Regions from separate parts of the Mus musculus genome. Here region 2 is linked to region 1. The links are chromatin contacts, called in public HiChIP or PLAC-seq maps. All regions are on one chromosome and are shown on one strand. Each heading gives the region's core, a stretch centred on a gene start, on an enhancer-like site or on the middle of the called end of the contact. The rest is flanking DNA. Distances are from core to core; before and after follow the strand shown. Region 1 overlaps Kirrel (kirre like nephrin family adhesion molecule 1). Region 2 holds the start of Pear1 (platelet endothelial aggregation receptor 1).

Region 1 (7,075 bases), core at 3,073-5,572:
ATTAGTTATTTCCCTCACCAGGAATGTTCAGTCACTCATGGCTTCATGATCAGAACGGTATAGCCATGTATGGAATAATGGTGGCAAGGCCTTCAGAGAGATGCGTCATTAGGTACTTTCTTCAGCTGGGTCAACATCACAGCGTACGTAGCACAATCCTATTGCTAGGCGGTAGAATCTTGTGCTTCCTTAGGGGTAGGCATTTTCTCACTGACCCCAAGCATCATTACGGGACTGGAATGAAGCCTAGTGGTTGAGCGCATGCTAATGTGCAAGCCCCACCTGCACTCAGCCTTCAGCACCACCAATAGAACCATACTGCGAGAAAGCATGTGGATAGATTGCATACTACAAGATGAGTAAGTTACTCTCTCTACTCCTAAGGGTCTTTATCTTTTATGTGAAATTATTCAACTCCATTGGCCTCAGTTTCTTCTTCCACAAAATGGGGACAACTAATTTAAAAAAAAAACTAGTATAATTACTTGGAAAATGGGTACAAATTATGTGGAATAATTTAAAAAATTATAATATGTAGTTTCTTCTTATCTAGATACTAAAACCCCCAAACATACCACACACACTATGCCCAGTGTGTGTGTGTATGTGTGTGTGTGTGTGTGTGTGTGTGTGTGTGTGTGTGTGTGTGTGTGTGTTTCTGTGTAGGTTTGTAGGTTGGTATTAAGTTGCTGCTATAGTAGCGTGAAGGCCAGAGCTGGAGGATTTTAGCAGAGAGGAGTTTGGGCTACAGTGATTTCGACAGCTCCCTGGGAGATGTGGTCTTAGAGCTAGGGATGGATATGTATGTAGCAAGCAGAGAAAGAAAACCCCATAGGTCCACCTTCCCAAGTCAAGGTGTGTGGCTGGCAGGCAGGCAGGAGCAGGAAGACTTTGGAGTGAGGTGGGGGCTCGGAGGATATAGTCTGGGAAGAGGCAGACCTGCTGAGATGAGCTCAAGCCAGAGACTGCTAACTAAACCCTGAGGACTGGCTGGTTCAAAGACAGCTCTCGAAGCCAGCTGGACTTTATTCTTTTCTTTCTTAATTTTCTTCTTATTGTTTTTGTTGTTGTTGTTTGGTTGTTTTGTTTTGTTTAGCTCTGGCTGACCTGGAACTAGCTTTGTAGACCAGGCTGGCCCCAAACTCTGCCTGTCTCTGCCTCCAGAGTGCTGGGATTAAAAGCGTGCGCCACCACTGCTGACTGCTTTGTTCTGTTGATATGTCTCACCTTGTAGCTCATGTAGGCTGCCTCTGCCTCTTGCGTCTTGAGCCTTCTGAGTTTTAAACAGAGTGTGTTGAAAACAAGTCATGGTCTTTATATCTTTCTCCATCAAATTTTCCCCTCCTCCAAACTCCTAACCTGCGAGGGCTGCTGTAGAGATTTGTAGCCCCTATGGTAAAATAAAAAGTAATAAAGTAAAATGTGCAAATGAAATAAAGATCAATTTGACTAGGTGAAAGTGAACAGAAACCATTATGAACGTGTCATTGGAAGTCCCCAGTCTGTGACCTGGGTTTGGAGCCTGGAAGTGGGGGTGCTCTTGGAGAGTCCTTTGGCATGTGGTAAAACTCTCTGGAAGCAAGGTTCAGCAGAGAGAAGGCAGAGGGCCTTCTTACCCAGATACCTGGAGTTGAGTCCGAGCCATTTGTCTTTGTCCACTCTGAGCCTGGGCATAGTCTATATTGTCCAGGGTTGAGAGAAACACCAGGTTTAGACTTTCCCGGGCAGTCTCAGACTGTGTCTGCAGCCCTAACACTGGTTACTTAGGGATAGAGCAGCTCAGAATTTCTTAGGGCCTCAGCAGGGAGGTGAGCTTCCTGGGATTTCAGTGGGAACCTCCTCAGAGAGGCCCTGGCAAGGAGACAGGGGAAACAAGCACTGGCTGGTGTGTGTATGTGTGTGTGTGTGTGTGTGTGTGTGTGTGTGTGTGTGTGTGTGTGTGTGTGTGTGTGTGTGTGGTGATCCTAGGCCTGGGGATTAGAAGGTGAGATTTAGTCCTGTCCTTGAGGCACTCCCAGCCTGCCGTGGGAGGTGCATCTATAAACACATACAGACAGTCCTGCAAAGCAGAGGTTGCAAGAGAAGTATGTGAAAAATGCTGGGAGTCTGACTTTCCTGCTGGATGCTTGAAGCTGGGAGTACATGGTGGGAAGTGGCTGTACCGCTCGTTCGCTTGCTCGCTGTGCCTGCAGCTGCGCTGGAGCGCTGGGCAGCTAGATGTCCTGTCTCTGGAGAGTCCTCGTGCCCCTGCTCCAGACAGAAGGAGCCAAGGACTCCCCAGGATCGAACCTTCCTTCTGCCTGAGGATTTTGATTTGTAAGAACAAAGGCAGTTTGTGGAAAACACCCTTTCCTCAAGTCTCCCAACCTCTTGTGTCCACTTTCCTCTCCCCAGCCCCCGCTCCTGCCCAGCAGAGCTGATTTCTAAATTAACTTTCTCCTAATCAGCTCAGCTGAGGTTTTATTATTATTCCCCCTCCCCGAATTCTCCATGCACAGCCTGGGGCCCTATGTGCTCCATTACCCAACATTGCCCCACCATGAGGCCCTTTTAACTGTTTCTTCCCACATTCTGTTCATTTAACTGGGAGCTTATTATAGGGAAGGAAGAGATGGCCAGAGGGACTGAAAACAGAGTGGAGCAGGAGAAGGCATTTTCTAAGCAATGAAAACCCAGAGCTGGGCATGCTGGCTGCTCTTAGAAAAATGGAAGTTTTCTTCTTCTTCATTTTTAAGCAACCGAGGACTTCCTGCCTAGACCATGGGATGCTTCCTCTATGACCTCCAGCCCCAGGATCTTACCCACTGCTCTGTGGATCTGTCCCACCTCACCTCCCAACTCCTTCAGGAAATCTGCCACCTGGACTGCATTGTGGGATGGGGTCCCCAGTGTCCCCACAAAGGCCCCTCCCCTCCATGCTCACTGTGGCTATGCTGACAAAGTAGGCACCATTCAGTGCCAGCACTGGCTACTTTGTGGATGATGCTGGCCTTGATGCGCCTCTCTCCCTACAAACACCTGGGGACATCACTCATCCCTGGTCAGTTAGTGGAGTGAGCGTGCAATCTCATTTTAATGCTAGTATGAGCCAGAGATAACTAGAAGGGAATACTCACCTCTGCAAACTATTATGATGCCTGGCCCAGGCAAGTGGGAATGACTTTTGGACTGTCTGTACCACTCTTGTGCTCTGTTTATGCAGCGCACGGAGAAATTGGTAATATTTGCATAAGAGGGTTTTGCACACACTTTCAATTTCACTCCTGGGTCATGATGTAACACAGCTTACTCTGTAAAAACAGGTAACCGAGAGTCTCCTAGGATACCACCACTTAACCAGGGGACTATAGGAGTATTAAGCCTTTTTTGCCAGAGTTGGGCACTGTGTGCCCCTTAGAGCCTTGGCTTGCTTCCTTGGCTATAAAGTGCAGATGGTTGTCCCTGCCCCCCAGGGTGACTGTGACAATTTGAATGACATGATGTCGAAAGCAGAGGGTTTGGTGCTCACCAAACCTTTTAGCAAAGCACAGTGCTTGATTTTTCGAGGTTCACAGTGCAAGACAAATCTGAAGAGGGGGACAGAGGGAGAGAGGAGCCATGATGAGCCAAATGCCTTAGTGGTGCCGAGGAAGTGAGCTTGGGAGGCAACCAATGATGTGATTCCTGCACTTTGTACTCTGAGGTTTCAGGGATGGGGGACCCTGGGGTGGGGCTGGGCGTGTCACCCTGCTTTAGAATTCAGTCTGTATTCTGTGTCAGGAGACTGAGTGGTCTTTTACCCTTTGTAAGCTGCGGTTTCCTCATCACATACTTGTAGCCAATCTGCATCCTATAAGAGGCGTTGCAGGACCGTAAGCTTGGGTGTTAACTGCAGAAGCATCAGCTCTTTACGGTAGGACAAGAGTTTCAAGCTTCGAAGGACCCCTGGAAAAGAGATTGTGCCTTGGCCAGAGATTCCCTGGTAGTGTTGCTGCTGCAGGATCCTATTGAGGTGTGAGAGGGAGGATGCTTTTGTTTGTCTTCTACAGGGAATCAAGGGAGAACAAAATTCCGTGGCCGAGCTTGCTTTTAAAACAGTTTGGCTGGGAGGCTGCTTCGGAGGCATTGATGTGCTAGTTTTAGGAAAGCAGAAGTGGGAGCCTCCTTACCCCTGAGGCTGATCCCTCGGGGCTCTCCCTGCCACCTGCCCAACTCCAGCCCCACCCCCTTGCCAGATCTTCCCATACTTCCTGCTTCAGAGTTGAAAGCCCCAGACTGCATGTTGCTGGAAACTCTCCCATGCCTGAGCCATCATTTCCACTCTTTTTTTTTTTTTTTTAATTTTGTTTTTGAGTTTTCATGATTCATCATAGGAGGTTTGAGAGAAACATTTTGACAGAGCTTCTAGCTATAACCTTGCCCTTACTGGCTTTAGCTTGAAAATTGGATCGTGAACAAGATGTGTGACCGAGAAGGAAGAGAGGCTATGGCTTATCTGGATGTGGCTTGGGGGAGCAGTGGGTACCGGCTCTGTACGGGCCAGTTTCTCACTCCTGCATAAGAGATGCTCAACCTACAGACCCCTCTCAATTGTCTCCTGGCTTCTTTTTTTTTGTTTTGTTTCTAGACAGTGTTTCCTTGTGTAGTCCTAGTTGTCCTGGAACTCACCCTGTAGACCAGGCTGGCCTTGAACTCAAAGAGATCTGCGTGCCTCTGCCCCCTGAGGACAGGGATTAAAGGCATGTGCCACCACTGGCAGCCTCCCACTGCCTCTGTGGAAGAGTCCTGTCTACTAGCGGACTGGCACCCCACTAATTCTCTTGTTTGCTCCTATACCCCAGAAAACAAGTTCATGCAGCTCTCTGCAAGTGCAAGGGTAACCAGCAGAATCAGCCTGGGGAGCTTGCAAGATACAAACAAGGAGGAGTGAGAGCCATGAGGTTTGGCGTCCTGGGACAGAAAGAACTTGAGGTCAGGAATGCAAAACAGTGGTGTGGTGATCCTCTAAGAACACTGTCTTCAGATTCCCAAGATGCCTCTCTTGAGGCTGGACGGATTGAATGAATTTGGAAATCAGTGTTTGGCCCCTTTTTGAAGAGAAAGGAATTTTATTAGCGTTGTCCGCTCTCAGACCTGACAGTAGCAAATAGGAAGTTCTTTGTGTCCAACCTGAATCTTTCCTGCTCCTGCATGGAAACTATAATTAGAGGTTGAAACCAAATGCATCTATAGCACTCTCTATATATGGATAAATAATTTTTCTCCAACAGTTTATTTCTTCAAACTTCATGACATGCTTCCTTTATTCAGAAGCAAGACCTGAGAGATCAGAGTTAAGACTCTCCCAGGCTCCAGGGACACCAAGAAGTTCTCTTTAAGGGTCTGACTGAGGTTGTCACTCTATGGGGTCTTTGGCCAAGACTCAGCACTAGGACCTCCCACTAACTGTAGGTATAGCTTGAGGGCCTCTTTATCTTCCTCTGAGTGGTCAGGCTGAGAAAGGAGCCTGGTTATTAGGTAAAGAACCTGGAAAGGTGGGGGGGGGGGCAGGGTGAGCCCATTCATGACCAGGTCTCCTGACGTCAGGAGTGTCCTCAACCCAACTTTGCCTGTGTGGCTCTCCCATGTTACTGATGTGTCTATTGAGCACGTATTGTGAAGAAGATGGAGAGAGATGCTGGAGCGGAGTCATGGCCAGTTAGGAAGATGACCCTGGGAGGCCTGGAGAGAAAACAGCCAGGAACAGTGGGACCAGCTGGGGCAGGAGATAGAGGGCAGGACTTGAGAGAAAGGTAAAGGAGCCTGACTACCTGGTAGGAGAGTCTAGCGGGAGAAACGGAGGCCCAGGGAGGTCTTCCTGATTAGGGGTGTGAGGTTAGAACCTCTGAGGCCTGACCACTGTGGTGTGGTCATGTCAGCTGTGGCCCCTACAAGCATCTATATCTGCAGCCTGTGTGATATACTTCTCCACTGCTGTGTGTGGTAAGCAACCCCTACTCCTTTAAGGATGGGATGAGATGTCAGTCCTTCAAGAGGAAGGGCTGGGCCTCTGTGGAAGAGGACTACAGTGAGCCCTAGGGTAACCTGGTTCCCTTTTTCAAGGATAGAGAGGCCAGACAGCCAGGGCCTAGAGGCCCACAAACGTTTGCCTGTGCTGTGTTGCCTGGCTTGGGACAGTGAGTGCAGCCTGCTCTGTGGCTGTCCTCCAGCAACCCTGCTAGCCCCAGTCTCCAGCTCAGCTCTCCCTGTCCCTGGATAGGTGTTCTCAGCTCTCTTAATCCTGCTGTCCTCTGTCTGTCACTAGGCAAGAATGCATGGCTCTCCTGAAGCATTTGGTGCTTAATAATTTGTGGATTACAGCTAACTCTCGATAAAGATTCCCCTAATTGCTTGGCTCACCTCAGGTTCTATCATCAAAGCGAAGTGGCGAGGCCCCCCTCTCACCCTCCTTTTCTTTTTATTATCTCTTAATTAATCACTCTGGCTTTCACACTTAGCAGATAATTACAGTCTCCTGGGCACGAAGCTCATTTTCATAACCTCCTGCTCCAAGCCTGCAGCAGCAGCAGCATCGTAGAGGGGGGTGGGAAGGAAGAGGGAGAGAGAGGGGAGAGCAGATAGACACATGCTGGAGGAATGTGGGGGAGGTGGCAGCCAGTGAGACAGGTGAAGAAAGGGACAGGGAAGGGATATGTGGATTGGTGAGGGGAACACAGGACCAGGGCCCTGCCAGTGTTCCATGGGAAGGCATCCTCTCATGATAGACTTTCTTCACTGCGTTATATATCATAGGCTCTTTCAGATGTTTGGGGTCACAGCGGAGGAGGAGATGCACATTGTCACAAGGCTTGGGGGGGGTAGCACTGTAGAGGAGTCTGAGTGAAGGGTACATTCCCTGAAAAGCGGGCGCAGTTGAGATGGTAGCAGCATGGCTGTGACTGGAGACCCAGAGGGTGAGAAGCAGGGCATGCCCTGGGGTTTGAAGCTATGGGAATGAACAGCCAATGGCCAGGATAACCTGATGCAGGGAAAGGCCAGGCATTCATCCATCACCTTCTCTTGGGGGCAGTGCCATGTGGGTCTCAATATGTTTACT
Region 2 (7,075 bases), core at 2,344-4,843, 610 kb before region 1:
CAGGAGCAGGAGGGGAATTAGTGGCATGTATCTGCAAGGGCCAAGCTTAATCTGCCCACCCTCAGTTGTAGCCAGATGTTTATGAGGAATGGGCTGGAAAAGAGAGTGAGCCAGCCGCATACATCCTCCCACATCTTTCCTGAGTCCCACTCCCTGCTCCGTGTAAGGCCAGGCTGGCCAGTGCCTACTGGGCAAGCTGGATATCCCAGGTCCTCTCTCTGTTCTTGTGTTTGCTGTCACCTCTCTGGGCCTCTGGAAACACAGAGCTGTGTGCTAGGAAGGTTGATGCTCATCCCTGGGAGCTGAGCTGAGTGAGAGGAGCGAGAAGGTCTGGTCTCCACACATAGCATCCTCTCTGTGCTTGGTCAGGGAGCCTCCTCTGGGAGCTGCGATGCTCTGAGCAACCTTCCTGCTAGGGAGACGCCTCTAGGGCTTCTTGTAAGACCATTCCCACTGAGGGTGGGAACCAGGCTTTCACTGGCTCCTCGGCCACTTCCCTGAGCCCCTTGGGTCAGAACAGCAGCTTCGTCCCCTGCCTCCAGGTTCCTCTTCTCCCTACAGTCTGCCAACACAGCCATAGTCCTTGTATGGGATCCCGCCCTGCCTCTGGGCAAGCTATTCCAATGGCTTTTCATCCCACACAGAGCAAAAGCCAGTAGCTTTACTGTGACCTAAGAGGTTCTTGCAAGATTTGGCTCTGATACCCCTGTCTTTAATACCCACCATCACCACACGCATTACATGCCGTAAACTACTCTGTGCAAGGGGTTGTCATTGGTGTGTGTGTGTGTACATGAATGAACGCATGCTACTGTCAGTGTGAGTGCACATGGGGAGGTCAGAGGACAGCTCCAGGTGTCACAGTCCTTAGCATCCATCCTGCCAGATAGAGGACCGAGAGGTCTGGAGTAACAGATGGGGGTGGGGAGAGGTGCAGGTGTTCAACCCGCCCATGTATGTATGTACATGCATATATACACATACACATATATAATGACTTGTATATAATGAATTATATAGTATGTAATGAATTTTATATAATTATTTTATTATGAATACATTACACATATATTCACTTACATGACGAATTTTAGTCACGTTTCCCTCCCTATTTCCCTCCTTCATCTCCCTCCCTCCCTCCCTCTCCTATCAGCACTCTTCTTCCTGAAGGAAGCAGTCCCTCTCGACTGACATGTCTTCCTGTTCATGGCCCACTGCATTTAGTTAATTATTTGCCTGCGTGTGGGTGAGAGGTTACTCAGTGGAGCAAGGGTAGCTTAGCAATGTTTACACCACAGTCCACTGTCCCCTTAGGAGGAGCAGGACCCCAGGAAATGCTGAGTTCACGTGTCCAGAGACATCTTTTTGCTGTGGACTCTTTCTGCCTTCCCCCTGCAGTGGTCTCTCAGCCTTGGAGGGGATGCTATAGCTGTCCCAGTTGGGATGATACGTCACCATTACTAATTCTCTGCACTTTGGTTACATGTTTCTGCGTTCACCCATGCCTGCTGCTATATGAAGCTTCCCTGAGCTATTCTCTGGGAATTCTGGGTGTGGACCTGGCCAGTGTTCATCCTCACGGATGATATTAAATAAAGATTGCTTTAACTGAGGGACAGGAAAAGGCTCATGGATGATATTAAATAAAGGTTGCTTTAGCTGAGGGACAGGAAAAGGAAGAGGAGGAGGAGGAGGCAGAGGAGAAAGAGGTAGCAGCTTTTCTGATGAAGGCTGGAGGAATCGCTAATATTGTAATAATGTGGCTATTTAGAAGGCAATCTGATGTGACTGTTTAGCAAAACAGTAGAAGAAACTATTTCTGGGACTCAAGTGTTAAACTTTCTTAGCAGGAATGGGATGTGGGCCGTAGGGCAGAATGCAATCCCAGAAAAAAAAAAGAACATGGAGCAGAACATCTGAGCACAAGTGGAGCCACACATATGTCTCACTTTCTTTCTGCACCTCAGTTGCCCTCATTGGTCATTTAAATGAGAAAGATCAGGTAATTTCCAAGGCTTCAAAAATGATGGGTCTTATGCCGCCTGACCTTGCGTTGGTTTTTACTGCCCTCTGCTGGACATTTTATGGTACCGCAGTCCAACTTCGTATTTCCTTCTCTGAAACACTGTTGCCATCCACTGCACCTGAGCTCTGCCCAGTTTATCATCAGAACAACTGTTAAACAGCATTGCCTGTCTCTCACCTGGATTATAATAATAATAATATTAGTAATTATTATATATCAGTATTATACACAATATTAGTAAGTATTATACACAAACAGCTTGGAACCACAATATCCAAGAATCAGGAATTGTCAGGACACAGCAATCCTGTTCTTGAATAGCCCAGTGCTGTCACCTGCTGTAGTAGAGAACACCCAACGGCCCAGAAACTTTATGGTGAGGGGAAGAAGATGGACATACGTGAGTACATACTCTATGATGACATTTACACGGATATTCTAGAAATATAAACTACAGAAAGCAAATCAAAACTTTCGTGGGGTTTGGGCTAGGGGTGAGGACGGAATCTGCGTCCTTACTGTAGCCTAGAGTAGGTACACTGGGGGAGATGGACTTTAAAACATTAGATTGACTTCTGTTGCAGGGGAGGGAATATGTACCATGCTATGGCACTGTTGTGGGCATAGATGACAAGTTTTGGGATTTGATTCTCACCTTCTACCATGTGGGTCCCTGGGTTCAACCTCAGGTCATCAGGCTTGGTGGCAAGCGCGTTACACCCCCTCGACCCCTCCCTGAGCCATCTCTCCATCCCCAGAGAGGGACATTTTAAACCACACTTTTATTGGGATGAACACATTTGTCTAAGCCAATGAAACAGCATGCTAAGTAGAATAAGCTAGATGTGGAAGGTCGGAGGCCGGAGCTGAGGTACATATAGCCTAACTTCACGATGGCTACCAGGGCCAGGGGATGCAGACTGAGTTTCAGTTTGGGATGAGGAGAAAGCTCTGGAAATTGACAGTAGCAAAGGTTTCGTATATGTGAAATACTTTATGCCACCGAACTGTATACTTAACATTTGTTGAAAGGATGTGTTTTATATTGTGTATGTTTTGCCACGATAAAGTTTTGGAACATTATTCATCAAGCCAAGTGGGCTTATTTTTATTATATGTCAATCACTCTTAAATAAAGGTGTCCCTGCTGTTTAGAATTCAACCTAGGGCCTGCAGCATAAGCCACACTCCCCCAGGCCCAAGTTGTCTTTGTTCTGAGACCTGACTGTGGTAGGTCGCTGAGTTCTTCGGAGCAAGCTGATGAGCAAGATCTGCTTTCTTTATGTAGCAGAATCCTGCTTCAACTCTTGCAAAGGTCCCAAAGATCTGACCGCGCAGGCAGGGTGCCCCTCCCCTGAAGGCCGCCAGGGGGCGCCGCCGGGCAGGAAAGAGGGGCGTCGGGTGGACCGCGACGCCGGGAGCCGGGGCTGTCAGGTTGGGCGGCTCTCCCCGTCCACTTCGCAGACAGGCGTGCGGAGGGCTGACCCCACCCGGCCGGGCTCCAGCCTCCCCGCGCGGACTTCCTGCCTGGGCGCGGGCGGAGGCCCACCCCCTTCCTGCCCGCGCAGCCAGCTCTGTCGGCCAGCAGGACCCGTCGGTACAACACGCCGCTCTGAGCTCCGAGCTCCGAGCCCCGAGGCAGGTGAGTGACCTGCCCTGGGCTCTGGAGCCCGAGACCGCTGGGCTGAAACCTGAAGAGAGGAAAGGAGGAGATGGAGTGGGGACTCCTGTGTGTGTGTGTGTGTGTGTTCCGTCTAAGTGGAAAGAGAAGAGAAAGGAGAAAGGAGAGAGTTAGGGGAAGAGAAGAAAGTGAGATCTAAGTAGAGAAAGCCGCCTAAGTGAAAAGAGAGAGAGAGAGGAGAGAAAGAAGAGAGCGAGCAGAGAGGGAGAGGGAGACCTAACTAAGTAGAAAAAGAAAGCTGCGTAGCTCTGAGGATAAGGAGCTAGGATGGGGACCAGCCTGGGAGAGCTCTCTTCTCGCCCTGAGGAAGGCAGCCTGCAAGTCTCCTGGATTCCAGTGTGCTGTTTGCTAGTGTAGAACCATGGTGGTGGTACCGAAGCCCTGAAAAGCAACCCTAAACCTTGTCTTCCCTCTATCCCCCAATTTCTTCTTTCTGGGAGGACCAACAAAACACAGTTGCCTGCCTGTCTCCTCCTATGTCTCGCGGAGAAAGACCCTGTTTAGTGTTCATAGTGTTGCCCCCTACCCCTGCCCAGGGAAGAGATTGGATTTGCGTGTCCTTTCCCATCTTGTAGGGGAGAGGTCAGCCATAGGCACCTACAGTCTCTGAGGCTTGTTTATTGTTGTTTTTTTGTTTGTTTTTCTTTTTCCTGGATGATGTGGGCCCATAGCCAGGCTGATAGTGTGAGCCCTGGGGCCCGGGAACCCAAGCTCCATCCAGCAAGGCCTCCCTCACTTCGCATCCCTGTTTCCAGCCTCTAGCCACGGACTCGTGACTCCTTGTTTTGGACTTTTAGTAGAGCCTGCTGCCCCAGCTGGGGACGGTGACCCCTGGTCCCCGGAGACTGGAACAGCGTGTGCTGGTTGAAGTTCCCAGGCTCAGCCAGGCCTTAGCTCTAGGCAGGGCCGGATAAGGGGTCAGTTCTCAACCCCTGCCTATGCTAGGCCTAGGGGGTTGGAGGCTGTTCTCCAAACCCAACTCCAGCCCACAGTACAGTGCCCTACCTCTGGCTGTGTGTGCATGGGTGAGATGGGTGTGGGCTGGCCTCCCACCTGCCAGCCTACCCTGCTTGGCTGCTCTTCCAAAACCTGCCCCCTCCCTGGCTTGCCTTTTTCTTCTCAGTGAAGGGTGAAGTGGGAGGGTTGGCTTCTGCTTCTCCACTCCATTCCAACATGCCCTATCAGACAACCCAGAAGAGGAAACCCTCCCCAGGCAGCCTGCTCCACCAGCGAGAAACCCAGAGAAAGATAGTTGCCACAGCCACTGTATGTGGCTTCTCTGAGGAAACTCCAGCTTGGAACAGGATGATGGCTCCTGGTACCTGCCCTGTGGGGCAGCCAGCGTGTGGGGTGGGGTGGGGGGAGCTAGCAGAAAGGCAGGAGGAGAGAGGATGGACAGACATAAACACAGACGCAGGCCAATGCAGACACACAGACTTGGCAAAACAAGGCCTGGGGAGAGAACTGTGCATATGGAGCTTGAGAACAAAGATGCCAGGTCGAGGAGAGGCCATGAGGGTGGAAGGAAGGGCACACAGAGTCTGCCTGAGGCCTGGTCTGAACCCCTGCTGTGCTGTAGCTTGTATGAAGAATGGCAAAATACCCACCTAGGGCAAAATACCCACCTAGTGGTGTAATCGCTAAGAGGAGGAAAAGGCTAGCCCTCCCTGTGTTTCCCTCATGTTACACACCTGCATGTCGCCTGAGAGTGACCTGCAAGCAGGACCGTGAGTGTGGGCACCTCTCCCTTCCTGTGGTTGCATCTGGGACTCAGTCCCTGTGTTTGGGAGGATTTGTGGACCATGATGGGCACTGTCCCAGGCCCGAGGGGGCAGGATGAGGACTCACATCTGCTCCACACCTGCTTCCTGCTAGGTGACTCGGAGCCTTGCATGTCTGTCCTCCGTTCAGACCGCTGTAAGAACTGGCCCCTTATCCCAGTCACCAGCTGGGAAGGTGGAGGGCGATCCTGAGGAGGTCCTGATCCAGGCCAGCATGACAGGTGGAGAGCCATCTTTCAGTTTGTGCTTAGTCTTTCTGCATTCCGCCTTTTTTCTTTTTCTTTCTTTCTTTTTTAAGATTTATTTATTTTATGTGAGTACACTGTCACTGTCTTCAGACACACCAGAAAAGGGCATCAGATCCCATAACAGATGGTTGTGAGCCACCATGCGGTTGCTGGGAATTGAACTCAGAACCTCTGGAAGAGCAAGCAGTCAGTGCTCTTAACCACGGAGCCATCTCTCCAGCCCTCCACCTTTGTTTTTACCAGTCACTCTGCACTGTGTCTGGGGCTTTGGGAGGTCTGATGGGGAGCAGAAGAAAGGACCACAGCCATTACACTCAGTTCAGTGTGTCCACCTGTCCCTGCCACACAGCTGCTGTGGGTGCTGGCTGGTACCAGATGTGTGGTGAAGAGCCTTGCCCAAGGCAAGTCTGACATGGTGGCAGACAGTTGTTGATAAGCGTTACAAGCCAGCTAGGTGGTCAAGGTCCAGAGCTCCATTCCTAGCACCACCAAGCAAGCCTAGACCAGTGAAAGAGCCCTGTGTCCCAGGGATGGTCTTCAAGGAAACCTTGGACTATGCCAGTGTTGGAGAGTGATGCACAGGGTGGGTCTCACAGAGACTGAGAGCACAGGCTAGGGAGTGTAGCTGCCATAGAAGGCTGTCCCTCAGCCCCTCCCTAGACAGCAGTGTTCTGCTCTCAGCCCTGGAGTGGCCGAAGTTAGCTCTGCTTGTTCCCAGAGGAGGCACAAGGCTACTGACTGGCTGGGTCATTTCCCTGTGTCGGGGGGAGCGTCCCACTTGGAGCCGGCTTCTGAGTAGAGCTATAGGTAACAGACAGAGCCATTGGGGGGGGGGGCTTGCCTTTTTAAGCCTAGAGGGCAGGGAGGGAAGGTGAGGCTTGAGTTTGGGGAGTTTCTTGGTTGAGTCTGGTCTCGAAGGCTGAGAGGGACCAGACATTCTGAGGAGGCTTGAGCAGAGGCAGCTGCACAGTGAGAGGCATGTGGGACCCTTGGCTTCAGTGAATGTCACAGGGCCAGATGGGTGTTACTGGCCTTTCCTGTAATGGGGGTCCACAGAAGATGGTGGAAGCAAGCAGGAGCCAGAGCAGAACTGCACTTTGTGAAAAAAAAAATTCTCTGTATGTAGCCCAGGCTGTCCTGGAATGAATTATCCTCCTATCTCAGCCTCCTGAGTGTTGGGATTAAAGGTAAAAGTCATCTTGCCCTGCCAGAATTGTACTTTCTGAAGGTAATGTCTGGGTGGTGGTAAGGCAGGCAGGCTAGTGGGGTAGCTATTCTCCAGACTTGTCTCAATCTGGTGGCCAGACACAGCCCTTGGGCAACACGTTTTACAAAGATC

The links. HiChIP or PLAC-seq counts read pairs in DNA pulled down with a chosen protein or histone mark.
Region 2: an H3K27ac HiChIP or PLAC-seq map of large pre-B cells shows a contact between it and region 1, with 2.4 times the contacts expected there. The contact joins the promoter of Pear1 here to the enhancer-like site in region 1. A contact is called at or near these places in 4 of 115 datasets of contacts at active chromatin or transcription factors (embryonic stem cells, large pre-B cells and pancreatic cancer cells).

What each region holds. Positions count from the first base shown.
Region 1 is chr3:87,160,453-87,167,527 of GRCm38.p6, reverse strand. The region is part of intron 1 of Kirrel (kirre like nephrin family adhesion molecule 1); the gene reads left to right. Among named protein-coding and RNA genes, the nearest start is that of Kirrel, 11 kb to the left of the region's middle. Within about 2 kb of position 4,322, at least 46 of the 459 cell types and tissues checked have an H3K27ac peak or open chromatin away from gene starts, as enhancers often do.
Region 2 is chr3:87,765,471-87,772,545 of GRCm38.p6, reverse strand. It overlaps Pear1 (platelet endothelial aggregation receptor 1), which reads left to right and starts at 3,593. Exons shown (of 25, transcript NM_152799.2): 1 at 3,593-3,668.